Linked DNA regions of Zea mays: region 1 is linked to region 2. The links are chromatin contacts, called in public Hi-C maps. All regions are on one chromosome and are shown on one strand. Each heading gives the region's core, a stretch centred on a gene start, on an enhancer-like site or on the middle of the called end of the contact. The rest is flanking DNA. Distances are from core to core; before and after follow the strand shown.

What was found. A called contact is a pair of places that touch in the nucleus more often than the background predicts.
Region 1: a contact with region 2 is called in a Hi-C map of ear, with 4 times the contacts expected there. The contact joins the promoter of LOC103646931 here to the promoter of LOC100277594 in region 2. A contact is called at or near these places in 2 of 25 Hi-C or Micro-C datasets (ear and tassel).

Annotation. Positions count from the first base shown.
Region 1 is chr2:125,574,105-125,576,804 of Zm-B73-REFERENCE-NAM-5.0, forward strand. It overlaps LOC103646931, which reads left to right and starts at 1,428. Exons shown (of 1, transcript XM_008671539.3): 1 at 1,428-2,700. The coding sequence starts at 1,683.
Region 2 is chr2:124,789,336-124,792,035 of Zm-B73-REFERENCE-NAM-5.0, forward strand. It overlaps LOC100277594, which reads right to left and starts at 1,326. Exons shown (of 8, transcript NM_001151111.2): 1 at 1,104-1,326; 2 at 848-1,031. The coding sequence starts at 1,231.

The DNA.
Region 1 (2,700 bases), core at 178-2,677, 780 kb after region 2:
TGTTGATAGCGACCCAACGGCGTGCCCTCGATCTACCATTCACTTGTCTGGCCACAGCCTAGGGTGACGGGCCTTGCCTCAGTCAGCGTGGATTCATAATGCTGGACTTGGATCTTTGTCTCGCAGACTTGCTTGGTGGGGACCTTGGTCGGTCGCCCCACCTCATGGACCTCGTCGGTGACCTCGCTCAGTGGGGACCTTGGTTGGTCACCCCGCCTCACAGACCTGCTCGGTAGGGACTTGGTCGGTCGCCCTGCCTCGCAGACCTGCTCGGCGAGGACTTGGTCGGTCGTCGCGCCTCACAGACTTGCTTGGAGGAGAATTGGTCGGTCGTCCCGTCTCGCAGACTTGCTCGGCGTGAACTTGGTCGGCCAGGAGATTATATGCCTTATTTCGGGTACCCCTTTTCTGGGTACCCGATAGTAATCATTTGCTACTGGTTATGAATATAATTTAAAAATGCAGCATGGACTTGGACGAAGCCAAAAAGGTAATGGGTGATTAAGAAGATCAACATCTCAAAGCAAGGCATTATATGACTCATTGAAGACTTATCAAAATCATGCAAGAGTTCAAGGCACAAGAGAAAGAAGCCCAAGTGAAGAAAAATGAAGATGCGAAGAATACATACTGTAGAGAGCATCAGATGTGTCTAGTGGTGGACCGAATGTTGCATCAGATAGGAGCAATGCATATACTGAAGAATGGGTTGAAGAACTTAGTACACTAGACACATAGGTGTGTATCGTACATGTGCACCAGACGCCACATAAGACATGGCACCTAATAAACTCTACAACGTGTATGCGGGAGATTACAACATATTGAACGTGTCGGATGGCACACCAGATCCCACACTGGATATGGTACTCTGAGAGATTACCAATGCAACCAAACTGGTAACACTGATTGGACATGTCCGATGTCACACTTAAGCTTCAACGGTCGACAGCCGTAGCTTGAACGGTCGACAACAGCTAGTTCACAATGATTAAGTGATGTTGGAGTTATCAGATGTGTATCTATACCACTATATAATCCACCACTTTAAACTTTACAAAACTCACCCAACCAAATCACTCACACCCATAACCTCCACTAAAATCTACCAAACAAATTGCACCCAGGCTTAACACATTATTAAAATCAATGGTTCAAATCGCTGGATAACATCCTTTCTCTTACTTACTCAAATCAATGAAAAATATATTTGAATCATACTTCATCATTCATTTGTCTCCCTCTCCCTCCTGCTCCATCTCCCGGTCCCCACCACCCCTCCTACCCACTCGTGTCGTCGCCGTCGTCACAACCGTTAACCTCTCCTCTTAGGCTACCGTCGCTGTTGACCCTCCATCTTTAGAATCGTAGCGTTAGAACGAGGTACATGCTAGGTATCATATATGTTAGAGTCCCATCACCCATGGGCGTGTTCTTTGCTTTATTTACCGTCTCTCGTCTCTCTCCTGTAACCAAAGCGCCTTCTTCCCGGACTCTCCCCAGCATCTCGCTCCATGACAAATCCCACCGCGGGTAGATCACAGCACGCCATGCCGCTTCACGCGCGCGTGCGCGCAGCTAGTTAGCTAGCGAACAAACCCAGCAGAAACAGACGCCGCCGCCGACAACAAGCGATCTAGAAGAGCACAGGAAGGAGCAAGGTGTTGCTGAGGAAGGCGACAATGGCCGCGGAGCAGGTTCAGCTGTGCATCTCCGCCGACAGCGGCGGCGGCGAAAGCAAGCGTGACGCCATGCCGGTGGCGGTGGCCGTGTCCCTGTGCCTCCTCCACGACGCGTTAGGCGTCGCGCTGTTCCTCGCCTCCCACCCGCTCCACACCGTCTACCTCCTCTTCTTCGCGCGCGGCCTCCTCACCCTGGCGGCCTTCTTCTGTCCGCTCCTCGTCTCCACGTCGCTCCTCCTCGCTGTGTTCGTCACCGTCGGGCCGTACGTCGGCGGCGCCGACTGGTCCGGGGTCAAGTCCCTCGGTAGGACCTGCGGCATTGCCGTCGCAGCACTCTGCGCCGAGCTCCGGCCCGACGGTGCTCCAGCGGGGCTTGTCGCGCAGCTGTGCTCCTTCGTCCTTGGTCCCACCGACGCTGCCTCCCTTCTCCGCGTCGAGGAGATCATGGGTGTTACAGCTTCTTGCTTTGTGTCTGAGGAGGAGCAGAGCTTGTTGTTAATTGGTGAGCCTGCATTTGCGCTCCCAGTAATAGATTACATTTCTGACAGAAGCATCTTGGATTTTGAGAGTTTTGGTGATTTGAAGGACAAAATTGACGAAAAAGTTGTGATTTCCGAGGATATGAAAGGCTCTGATCCTTTGGCTGAGCAGTGTTGCTCCCCCAGAGATACATTATTTGTGCAAAAAATGGAAGCAGAAGGAGAGAGCGGCATTCAGGGGCAGGACTTAATTTTGTCAGCCATTGATGAGGTCAGCGATGGTGTTGAGGAGAAGAGATTGGAGTGTGACCCAGTGTCAGTAGAGATGAAGAAATTTGAGCCAGTGCAATTATTGGAGACCAGGAATTGTCAGGCAATGCAAACAATGGAGATCAAGAAATTGGAGCCATCGGAACTAATGGAAGAAGCCAAGAAACCGGAGATCAAGAAATTTGAGCCACTGCATGCAATTGAGATCAAGAAATCCGTGCAGATCAAGAAATTTGAGCCTGTGGTACTGCCGGAAATCAAGGAATGTG
Region 2 (2,700 bases), core at 76-2,575:
GTACCCGGTTGGACACTGCAACAGTTTCCATTTTTGCATATTGTTGTTGGAGTTAGCCTAACACATCTCAGTCACACAGATATTACAAATGTGGACATATGATTCGACATGAATCATGTCTTCTACATTTTGTTTGTCATTTTTATTTTTTTGTCTGCATACTGCAACCAGCAATCGACTATTTGCTGCTTCCACATTTTTATTTTTAACTTTTGGCCATATTGTTCTCTTTTGTTTTCTAAGTTCTAACCGAACTTGCATGGATACTTTTTCCTAGACATCTTCATCCCAAATCTACCACCATCGCCAGCATTTTGCATCCCAAGCGTTAAAATCTCTTAATTGCTTACACAACAGCAACATTGCAGCTGCAAAGACGATGCGGTCACCTATACAGAGACTGATCAGTATAGGTCAAAATCAAATAGTCACATATCACATTGTTTCCCAGTATTTACTTGCCGGCAGTCAATAGCCAAGAGGCCTGCATTCAATCAAGTGAACATTTGTGGGGGAAAAAGAGAGATCAAAATATTCGTTAAAGCAGAGGAAACTAAAAAGGGGTATGTCAATTCATAGGGACAAGTCGATTCATGGTTGCAATGCTCTTCCAAAATTACAGAACCTACCCAACCAATTACTAGCAGCACAACGCTAATATTAAAATCAAGAAGAAAAATACATTAGAATGCCAAGCTAGAATTCTTCCGGTAACATAATCCCACTGCAAACGATTTAAGGTATATGGTTTGATATCTATGTGCCCAAGCTTTGATGAATTAATGTTCAGGTGTAAGAACAAGAATAGATACTACAAATATAGAAACGTAGCAGCAGATCCACACACCATCCTGAAATAGTCGGGTTTCTCGGCCTTGCCGGTGAAGCTGGGCACCAGCCCCCACTTCATGCACTGGATCACCGGCCCCTCCCCATCCGAACCTCCTCCTCCGTGGGCGCAACCTGGTAGTGCCCGCATGGCGCCCACAGGCAGGTACGCCCCAGGCAACACATTGTACGACGGCCGGAACCTGCGCCCCACACAGCCAAGGGCAGTGAAAGCTGAACGCACACGAACCGTGTACGAGAAAGGTTTGTCCTACCGGTTAAGATGGAGCGTCGGCACAGCGGGGCCGTCTCCACCGCCGCCCGCGTTGGCGGAGGTGGTGGGGAAGCCGAAGGCCCTGGCAACCTCGGCCGGGCTGAGGGTACACCGGGCCCTACCACACATGGAAGCCTGCAGCGGGCCCTGCGGCGGCAGTTGAGCGGAGGCGACGGGGACCTGGGCTGAGGTGCTACTGTGGCTAGTGGGGAGGGGAAGCCTCGAACACTCCAGTACACTAAGGCCATCTCCTCTAGTCAGTGTAAATACCGGTGCAAATTAATGCACGGTAAATTGCACTGTTTTTAGTGAAGTTTAAAATAAAAGATAGTATAAGACCTCGTTTGATAGGGCTCTTTCTCTACTATTTTTAGCATCGGCTCTGGCTTCTCTAAGAAAACAACTTCCTCTTTATTTTCAAGAACTCTAGAAAGAGCACATGTTTGATTGAAAATATAGCTCCTCCAGTAATTTCTTCTAAAATGTAGCATCGACGAAGAGAAAATATGGGAAAAGAACACGTAGAAACTCATTTTTCTGGCTCCCGACTTCTGCTGTTTTTTAGGAGCTCCTCACTATTTTCTAGGAAGAGCCCATAAAAGAGCCTCCCGTTTGGTAGATTTTTTCAAAAAGTCGTTGTAGAAGGGCTAGGTTCTTTGAAATATCTACCAAAGGAGAGGCTCTTTGATGGACTCTTTCTAGAAAGAGGGAGGAGCTCCTCCAAAAAACAAGCACGAGCCATTAGACAGAAAAATAAGCTTCTACTAGCTTATCTCTCATGTTTATCTCTTTGTCAACGCTACGAGAAGCTACAAGAATAGCTATATTTCTAACTAAACAGTGTGCTTTTTAGAGCTCTTCCTGAAAATAAGGAGGGAGCTATTTTCTTAGAGGAGTCAGAGTCAGGGCTGAAGCTAGCTAGCAGAGGAAGAGCCCTACCAACGGGGCCTAACACGAGAACACCAAACTCTAGTCGCAAGTATATCACTACCTTATACTTATATGTGCTCGTGTGTTGTTACGGCATTTAAAAATTATTATAAAACATACATATAGAATAATAAACATTATTATAATATATAAAATATGTGGGACAAAAATCATCGTAACAATAATATTATATTTACGATATAAATATATAATATTATTATAAATATGTTGGCTCAAATAAAATAAGCTGATGTCGAATAAACATTATAATATCGCACAAATTATTTTAAGGAATTTTAAATGATAGGAAAATATATCGATAACTGTACACTGATCTAATCTTTTTTAGTGATATTGATAAGTCTCTGTTATATGATTTCGATGTTGATAGTGGTAACGATGATGCCGAAGATCGGCTATAGAGACCAAACCACGTGAACTTCGAAAAATCTATCGTGAAGAAAGGGCACATTGACGCCATGAAGGGTAGGTATTTTCATGATGTATCTATAGTGTGGGCAGAAGGGGAGAACTTTATCACACTCCCTAAAAAAGACGAAGTGGTGGTTTTTTGAAGCTTTTATGAAAGTTGGATTATGCTTTCGTGTGCATAAGATGTTTGTTGAGGTGCTTAAAAGATTTGAGATATACCTTCATCAGCTTACCTC